Regions from separate parts of the Pan troglodytes genome. Here region 1 is linked to region 2. The links are chromatin contacts, called in public Hi-C maps. All regions are on one chromosome and are shown on one strand. The core of a region is the stretch at or near the end of the contact, and the rest is flanking DNA. Distances in the headings are between cores, read along the strand shown.

What was found. Hi-C and Micro-C count contacts between places; a contact is called where the count stands out from the background.
Region 1: a contact with region 2 is called in a Hi-C map of induced pluripotent stem cells, with 1.7 times the contacts expected there. The contact joins two enhancer-like sites.

Annotation. Positions count from the first base shown.
Region 1 is chr1:221,477,267-221,481,768 of NHGRI_mPanTro3-v2.0_pri, forward strand. The region is part of intron 2 of PEX14 (peroxisomal biogenesis factor 14); the gene reads right to left. Among named protein-coding and RNA genes, the nearest start is that of DFFA, 44 kb to the right of the region's middle. Within about 2 kb of position 1,800, at least 4 of the 24 cell types and tissues checked have an H3K27ac peak or open chromatin away from gene starts, as enhancers often do. A contact at or near this core is called in induced pluripotent stem cells, where this site is marked.
Region 2 is chr1:221,317,285-221,322,429 of NHGRI_mPanTro3-v2.0_pri, forward strand. The region is part of intron 4 of CASZ1 (castor zinc finger 1); the gene reads left to right. Among named protein-coding and RNA genes, the nearest start is that of CASZ1, 120 kb to the left of the region's middle. Within about 2 kb of position 1,332, at least 2 of the 24 cell types and tissues checked have an H3K27ac peak or open chromatin away from gene starts, as enhancers often do. A contact at or near this core is called in induced pluripotent stem cells, where this site is marked.

The DNA of each region.
Region 1 (4,502 bases), core at 550-3,049, 160 kb after region 2:
ACAAATCTTATCCACTAGAAGAAAAACAAAAACAGGAAGAGAGGAAGAAAAAGAGAAATGGAAAAGAAAACTTCTTTAAGGGGATATTTTTCCTGTTTCCAAAGAAAAAAGAAGATTAAAAAGTAAAAGGAAAGTTTAAAATGTTTAAAAAAAAAAAAAAAAGACAACGACAAAGAGCAGAGGATAGAAAAAGAGAAGATAAAGCTTTCAAGAGTATGTCTGGAAACCAGAAAGCTGGAAGAGAAATCATTAGCAAGTCCATAGTGCAACTACAGTGATACTGTGTGGATCAATTCATTTAACGCTGCCCTGTACATTTACAGAAAAGTACCTCTGATATAATAAAGGCTCATAAACACGCAGAAATTGGGTTAGACCCGTTTCGAATTCCTGCCAAACAATGGTTCAGAAAAATGAAGCTCTATTTTAATTAGCTGGATTCACGAGTGATTTGATAACAGCAGATGCTGTCTGGATGCTTTCAGCTTGATGGGCTCCACATACATGAACTTAGAGTGGTTTTGATGCAATTAGGTGTTTCTTTCTGCTCCAACATGCCAGGCCTAAGGACCTGAGCCTACGTGTAGCCCCTACATGTTGCTAAATTTATCTGTATGTTAATATTCAAATCATGAAGATGAGAAGGGTGGCCACCATAAGGGAAGTAGAAAAGTAGTTTTCAGGGCCGCCCATGGTGGTTCATGACTGTAATCCAGCACTCTGGGAGGCCAAGGTGGGAGGATCACTTGAGGCCAAGAGTTTGAGACCAGCCTAGACAACACAGTGAAATCCTGTCTCTTCAAAAAATTTAAAAATTAGCTGGGCATGTTGGCATATGCCTGTGGTCCTAGCTACTTGGGAGGCTGGGGCAGGAGGATCGCTTGAGCTCAGAAGGTTGAGGCTGCAGTGACCTATGACCGCACCACTGCACTCCAGCCTGGGGTGACAGAGTGAGACCTTGTCTCTAGTTAAAAAAAAAAAAAAAAAAAAGAAGAAGAAGGCCAGGCACAACAGCTCATGCCTGTAATCCCAGCACTGTGGGAGACTGAAGTGAGAGGATCGCCTGAGCCCAGGAATTTGAGACCCAGCCTGGGCAACAAAGTGAGACCCTGTCACTACCAAAACATATTATTTATTTAATTTATTTTTATTTTACTCTCACCACTTCTGTTCAACAACAACAACAAAAATTTCAAATGAGCTGGGTGTGGTGGCACACATCTATGGTCCCAGCTACATGGAGGTCGAGGCGGGAGGATCACTTCGGCCGGAAGGTCAAGGCTGCAGTAAGCCGTGTTTGCACACTGCACTCCAGCCTGAGCAGCACAGCAAGTCCCTGTGTCCAAAAACAAAGAAAAGTAGTTTTTAAAAGTCACTAGTAAGTAGAAATGAATATTCTCACAATGAATTCTTCTTTCCACCAGGGAAAGAAAAGTTAGGCAGCTGAGAGAAAGCCACATAGGGCAGTGTCTCTGTAGAAATATTTAATGCCAAAGCTGAAACACAACAGGCTGTGCACTTCCAATTTTGCAAGTCCAGCACAGTGTTACACCGAAGGAAGAGTGCACCTAATGCACAGCCTGACCTGGGAAGTGGCCTTCAAAATGTTTTTTGTAATCAGGCATCCTATTATAACCCAGCGCACCATTCCCTGAGACAGGCGGTGGTATTCCGGATCACAACCCTGAAAGTCCGAGTCTTTTCACCAGGTGCTTTCAAGCCAGGCACCTTACTGCCCCCGCTCTCCCTCTTAAGCACTCTCTCTTCCAAAGAGCATTCTGTTTGCTTTTCCCAAAGCACTCCCTGCCCTCTGCTATGGCCACTTAGTGCAGCACCACCCACATGCACAGAGCTGCTAAAGGACTGCATAAAGCCAGAGCAGCTTCCAGCACAGGGCACGCCTAATAGGAGGGCCTGATCTGTTAATTATCTGTCAGTTTGTCACGGCTGGGCTGAGGAGGGGAGAATGATGAAAAGGGGGGTGTCGGGGGGAGGCCCTCTACTTGGTGGTGTGCTACTCTTCCTGAAATTCTGAATTCCGCTTTTGAAATCATTCACCCCCTGTTGGACAATGTGTAGTATACAGGGTGAAGAAGAGAGGATGGGAGTTTGGCTCGACTCCTTTTGACAGAAGTGGGGGCCTCTCCAACTCCACCACTACCACGACAAGCACACGGCAAGAAACACACTCCCTCACTTTCTCTCCAAGAGGACAAAACGGACATAACGACCTTCACACTATCTCTCCCCTTCACCGGCACTAACAAGCTGAGCACTGTAAATCAAGGATGAAATCCTTGTGCCAGGAAGGGAAGGAGAAGCATCTCTTCTGTAAAGAGCCCAAAGATGCTTCGGAATCAGCATTTCGGGCAAGGGGTGGGAACGCAGGAAGCACCATGCAGGCAACTGAAGGAAAAATATATATTTATTACATATAGCAGGCCTCCTTCTTCAAAAGTTATTTATTTCACAAAACCACTCTGCTAAATAGAGATTTCAATCTAATTGGAATTGGAATTTGCATATTGTAAATGCACCAAGTGAGAGTCTTGGACACTTGTGTTCTATTCTACAGTGTAAGGGTTCACCCGTGGATTTCCCAATATATACACTACAAGAATGTAAGAAAAGAGCACAGAGAACTGGCCTTTATATTTTATTTTTTCAGCCCTTCACAGAGGGTCCAGTCTGTGAAACGGGATGACGCTCTCAATATCCCCAAGGAGACAAAACCACTGAGGCAGAGAGGAGGTTCCCCCTGGCATCGGGTTTGCCATCAGCCGTGTGTCGCTGTTCAGTCTTGCAGGTCTGTGGAGCACCCCTGCCCACCACCCGGGGGAGGCAGGGAGTAGACCTCTGTTCATCTAACCCTTAACCCTCCCCATCCCATCTACATATCAAATTAGCCATGCTTAATTAACAGAGATGCAAATAGTCAGGGACCGAAATAAAGGTTTTTGACAAGAAGCAAAGAGGGATACTTTTTTTTAAGGAGAGGAGAGCGATAAAGCACCCAAAACAAAAGGTCAACCTACAAATAACTGAGGAAATGAGAGGGAAAAGGCACAGGTCAGGACTTCCCATAAAGGTCTGAAATTTTCTGTTTGTAACTCAGGGTTCACATGGAAAAGTAACGCATGACAGAGGAAGAGACACTTCTGGGGAAGTCAAGTTGGGACAAAGGTTCTAGAGTCCACCATTTGCCTGGGACTTACTTCCCTAGACTGCATTCAAATTGGGCTTCTGCTCCCTGCTCCCCTCACTCATTTCAAGAAAGAAATTATTTAATTTTTTTCAAATACTGAATCCCTAAGGCCCAAAGATGTGCCATTTCCTCAAAAACTAAGCATCTTCTAGTTCACAGCAACTCCTTTCTGCCCCCCATATACTCTGACAATGCTAGCCTCTCGGTCACAGGGTGTAACCTTCATTTAAAAAAAAAAAAAATCACAGGTTCTGCTTCCCATTTAGAAAAAAAAAAAAAAGGAACAAAATGGAAAGAAAGAATAAATATGAATTTGGAGGGGAATTCTGCCAAAACCTGAACCTCCAAAATCTGGTTCAGCCACATTCTTGCCCACAACCAGTACTTCTCGGTGCCTCCCAACATTTTTCAAAATGCAGCTGCACAACCTCTTAAAATTCAGATTTCTAGCACCTATAATTACAGGCCTCTCAAGCCAGGCTCCTTTAATTAATGAGCCTGACTCCTCTCTCTTCAAAGGAAGTCTGCATACAGGCTATATCAGAGGGTGAACCGACCCGATCAGTGCCTATCTGATCACTGCCTGATGCAGCCAGCACTCTGCCCCCAATAGGAGAGGGAGTTGCCCCTCACCCCCACCTCCACTGCCCAGTTCAACACATCTCAATCTGGCACAAGCCAATTGTGCAGTTAAGGCCATCAAATAGTTCTTGGAACTTAAGGGAAGAGAAAGCAGCTTTTCTGGGTGTGACCAGCAAAATCCAAAGAGAATTCGATTCTCCCTGGTTCCCGTGCTCCTCTGACCTCACTTCTTCCTACTGCTGGGATGAAATGCAGAGTGCAGGCTGAAGACAGTCACTGGTCAAGGCTGGACAAGCAACAGAGGGAGCAGGCTTGGGCTCTGAAAACTGGAAAAGAAAAGAACAAACCGAGGTCTGACCGTCATCCCAAGGCTGAACTAAAACTGCAAAGAAAGGCTCTGCCATCTTAAAACAAAACAGGTGGAGAAGGGCTTGTGAGGCACGGCTGTTGCTCTCCAGGTCTAGAGAAGAATCTGAGCACATCCCAAGGACAGCCCATGACCTCGGGATCACTCACCAGGCTGTCCTCACCCATTCTCCAAACTACTTTCTTTCTAAACCACCAATACCTGACGACCAGTTTTTAAAGTACTGGTTTTCCTTCTGGCTGTTCTGGGGCAGCTCAGCCTAATCTGTTTGTATCTGCTTCAGATGCCAAGTCAACCCATAGCTATTCTCCTGCAAGTAGCTAGAAGCTGGTTTGTACCCATGTTAGC
Region 2 (5,145 bases), core at 82-2,581:
ATCACTTGAGGCTGGAAGTTCGAAACCAGCCGGGCCAACATGGCGAAACCCCGTCTCTACTAAAAATTCAAAAAGTAGCCAAGTGTGGTGGCAGGCGCCTGTAATCCCAGCGACTTGGGAGGCTGAGGCAGGAGAATCGCTTGAATCCAGGAGGTGGAGGTTGCAGTGAGCCGAGATTGTGCCACTGCACTCCAGCCTGGGCGACAGAGTAAGACCCTGTCTCCAAAAAAAAGAAAGAAAGAAAGAAAGATGGGGGTGAGGCCCCAGCCCTGCCCCAGTGGGAGGGGGAACACCCGGGAAGTCAGTGTGTGTCCCCAAAGACTGGGGCTGCGTCTGCTTTCCCGCTTCCTAGTCCCTGTTGCTGGTGACTCATTGGTAGTGGTGTGGGACGGAGGCTTCAGACCTGCATGGAGGAACTGGAGAGGGCCCAGCTGGGCTCAGCAGCAAGTCCGTCTGCCCGCCTGCCCCTTCACCTTCTCCACCCGCTGACCTCAGGGCCCAGCCGGGGTGTGGCCTCTTGGACGCCCTCCTCCAGCCCAAAGTTGCCCTACCCTTTGTGCTCTGGAGTGTGAAACAGTAATGCTGGAGCGTGCAACACTGCACCCCCTGAGACCCAAAGCCATCCTCCCAGGATCCCTAGGGCAGAGGGGGCAGTGCCAGTAGCTGCTCAGGATATATTTGAGAAACTCAACCAAGCCAGGAGGAGAGGATTTGAGTTCATCTTTAGAGCAGGACTAATGAGGAGCCTGCAGACTGACCTGTGGGTCCCTGGTGTCCAGAAGACAGGCCCTGGAGGTCCAAGTTCAGCTCCTTCCTCCACCCCCAGAGCCGGCCTCGCACCCCCCTCCCCTCCACCGCCCCCCCCCCCCCCCCCCCCCCGCCCCGTGCCATCCAGCCGGAGCCATCCGGCAGCATCGTAAGGCCTTCTGCCTGGAAGGGGCTCTCGTGGCCTTTAGGGTACTTCCTTCCCTGCTTACTCAGCCTTTGCCCAGAGGTCAGGCCCAGGACACCCCACCTTCACATTGGTTCCCTGAGAAGGAATCCAGGCGGCATAAAGCCATCACTCCCCTTCCCCAGCCTGCCCCACCCCAGCCTTTCTGCAGGAGCTGGCCTGGGCTCCTTAATGCCACCCCTTGTCAGTTCAGACCCCCTAGAGTCCAGCCAGGAGTCCCCTAAGGGCCAAGGGGCTCAGCCTTCCTCCCTCACTTGGCAGCTGGGTTTGGGACGGGGAATGGGTAGGGATGCTGGAAGGGTAGGGGAGGGGAGTCCCAGGGCTGGGACTTGGCCTGCTGCCCCTGCAGATCCGGAGCCAGGTTTTACTGTAATCCCTACATCCTGTTGCAGATCCTTAATCAGCTGGAGCCCAGGTTGGGCCGGACCCTGTGGTGACACTCGGGGTTGTAGTATGGAAAACCTGAAGTGGAGCTTCCAGAGTTGGGGTTGGGGACTGTGAAGATGAGGCAGGTGGAGGGGAGGAGAAGGGTGCCCGTGCAGGCACAGGATGTGGACAGAGCCCAGACCCGCCACCCACTCGACCCAGGCTGGGGGTGGAGGTGCAGCTGTTGCAGGCTGGGAACCAGGACTATGATATGGGGAGGAGGGGCCCGCGGGGGGCCCTAGGAGAATGCCAGAGTATGTGGGGGCTGCTACATTGCTTGGTAGCACCATCGAGACAGCTGGCCCGAGTCATCCTGATGGTGAACAATGACTCCAGCCCGGAATCGGCAGAGGGAGCCCTGGGTGGCGTTGGCTCCAGGGGTCTATTCTGACAGGGGCCTAAGTCCGGGGTTGGGAGTGTTTCCGCCTGCTGGGAGAGGGACCCCTTCCTGGGGCAGGTGGTGCAGATGGCCCAGGAGACCTGTCTGCCTCAAGTTTGGGACTAGGCTCTGTCCTGGAGGCAGCAGGGGCCCTTTGGCAGGGCAGCAGGCTCCCAGGATCAGCCTATGCTTTCGTCAAAAGCAGCAGGCCCTGGTGGAGAGCTCTGTGCCAGCCCTGCAGTCCCCTCATGAATCCTGGGAAGTCGGGGCAGCGGGTACCCCTCCTGAACCTCAGCTCTTCATGGCCCAGGGAGCAGTGATGGAGGAGAGTGAGGGGACACGCATAGGCCAGAGATAGCCAGAGAGCGGAAGCCAGGGGTGGGCTGGCTCGCAGCAGGCGGGCAGACGGGCGTCTGTCCTGCCAGGGGCCCAGGCTGGCTCTGCAGACAGCCTCTTTTCTATATGGAAATGAAGAATTTAGGCTAATGGAGCTCAACCATCTCTAATTTTGCGATGGCAGGAGGATTTTGATTGAAAGTAATTAAGCAAGCTAGCTGTAAAATTAATTAAAGCAAAAGGGGGGGATTTTTTATTGGATTGGATAGCGATATAGCGTCTGTCAGGCGGGGGACGGATGGGGGTGACCTGAATCCTCTGCCCTCCCCCCTCCCGCTCGGGACGTTTATGTCACTTTAATCTCCTTACAGCGGCTGCTGTGCATTTGTTTGAAATAATCAAGGAAATATGGTCAGAAATTGTCAGCTTTCAGATCTAATTTACCTGACGGCCCCTGCGCGAGCCGGCGCGGCCCAGGGAGCGAGTGTGCGTGAGCGGGTGGGGGAGCTGGGTGGGCTCAGAGGACACTGGGATCTTCAGCCCCGGCCTCGGCCCCCTCGCGGGGGCGGTGCTGCCCCGGCCCTGTGGGCACCTCCCTGGGCTCTGCCCCCCTCTGGAACAGACCCCCCCACCCCCACCCACCTGCTGCCTCTCCCTCACACTGTAACCAGCTTTAGGGTTTAGGGAATATAGGATTAGGGAGGTGATTGTAATTCCTTCTTCCAGATGGCTGACAACTGCTCAAGCCCTCCACCAGGGCCACCGTTTTAAAAATACTCCTAAATTAGTCCCCTCATGTCCTCGTCATGGTCGCCGTCGCTGGCCTCAGCAAGGGGATTGTGGAGACGGGCTGCAGGGAGGGCGGGTGGTGTGCCACCCAGTGTTCCTCTGCCACCTGCTGCCCATGCCGCTGCCTCTCCTGGGCTGGGCCTGCTGTCCGGGGCCTCTCTAGTCCAGGCTTTCCCTCTCATCCCCAGAGAGCGCCTGCCCTGTCTCCCCATCAACACACATTGGAAGGTCTCAGGGTCTCAGTCCCTGCAAGAGAAAGGTCCCCTCCTGCCACACACGTCCTACCCATTTCCGGTGGGTCAGCCAGGCCACGCAGCCAGCCTCCACTTTGCTTCCCCTGGAGAACGGGGGAGCCTGGCTTCCAGGCCTCGCACCCCGCAGGTGCTGGTTCAGAGCCATTTGGGGTCCTTGCCCACTGGGCCATGTGTGGCTCAAATCCTCCGCAGCAGGGGGCCTTTGTGGTATTTGGGGCCCGAGGGGCCTGGTGCAATCTCCAAGGCTGTGGAAAGCTCTGCTTTGAAACAGAAATGTGTAGCATTGGATTTGCTGGGCCGGAGAGGGCTCAGACTGGGAACTGGGCCCCTGGATCTGCCTAGTCCTCACGAGTGAGTGGCCTGGGCTTTTGCCAAGTTTCTCAGCCTCTTGGACCTCGGTCCCTTTCCAGGTCTAAAGTTCTGTGCACCTAGGACAGCCTCCACCCTGATAGCTGTCCCTTGTCCCAAGGTGCGTTGGACCTAAGTGCAGGCTGCCCTCCTTAGCTCCGTGTCCAGCCAGAGCCACTTGCCACACCCCTGCCATGCCCCACACACAGGTTCTAGAAACAGCGGGTCAGGACGAGCAGCTGCTTCCCTGTTTGCCCACTTTAGACGTACCCATGAGAAGGCCCCTGTCCCCTCCTGCCCTCCTCGGTGCCACCCAGACACCCTCTGCCTTGCCCTCTGTCAATCCTTCCCCTGACCCTGAAGGTGCCTTCCCCTGCCCCCTCCTGCTCCGGCCAGGCTTTGGCGCTGGGTGACTCAGTCTGCCTCCTCCAGCAGCGAGGGAGTGTGAGCTCCTGGCGTTCCTTCCAGCCTGAGCAGAGAGGCTGGAGGCTTGGGAAGCATCACCTGCCCCCTCCTGAGCTCTCTCTGTCTCGACCCTCCACTCTGCCCTCACCATGACTCACTCATCTTGGAGGCGGGGGGCGATGGAGCCCCAGAGGACTCTGCCCAGGAAAGAGGGGGAGAAAAGCTGCTGGCTTTCCTTCACGTCCTACGTGCCAGAGCCCAGGCAGCACTGAGGTCTGTGGGGCCCTGCACCCCCTGACTGGCTGTGCCCACAGGGGCCTCAGCGAGAGGCAGTGGCAGAGCCAGGCAGTACGGGGTTCAGCCCGGACAGAGTGCATGCCCTTGATACCCGCCAGCTGCCAGGACCTAGATCCCGGGAGACAGGATGTTAGAGAGAGTCTCTAGCCCAGCCCAGCATCTCTTCTCCATGCAGGCTTCACAGAGGCTCCTGCTGGCCTGTGTGGCTGGGACGTGGAGGAACCAGCAAAGGCGTCCACGTCAGGAAACTGTGGGGCTGCTCGCCCCGGGCCAGGGGCTCGTTTCTGAGCTGTAGGCTGGTCGAGGGCAGGCACCAAGGTGGAGGGAGGCCTGCTGTGGAAATAGGATCCCAGGGCACCCCTAGGCAGGTTGGTCCACCAAGGCACAGAGAGAGATGGAGGAGCCCAGGAGGAGAGCCCCTTTGTTCAGAGGATGGTGGAGAGGCCTCCCCGGGGGCTCTTTGTCTTCTTTGTCCTGGTGGGAAGAGCCTGAATTGGGGATGTTCTGTTGAAAGGTCACCTTTTGGGGCTAACGCTGTGTGATGGAGTGAGAGCTTTGCTTCTGCGGTGGCTCTCCTTGGAGAGGAAGGACAGGGGTGAGCATGGGACAGGCAGGGGCCCTCCCTCAACGTGGCCGACAATAGCGGGAGCCCAGGGCTTCTGGGAGAGGGAATGAGAAGCAGCATGGGGGACGGGGGTCCGGGCCAGTCCAGCAGGGCCTTGGTGTCTGTCACTTGGTTGGCATGGGTTTGTCACCACCCTGAGATCACACATTCTGTGTGACCCTCAGGGGTTCCTGCTGTCCCTCCTTCCTTGGCCCCCAAGCCTCTGAGCAGGCCTAGGTCCAGGGGGAGCCCCGCGCTCTTCCTGGGGCCCCTCCCTGGCTGCTGGGGTTGGGCGCCTGGTTCGTCCTGACTGTCTCTGCCATCCCTGGCAGGCAGGTGTCTGAGCCCCTGGGAT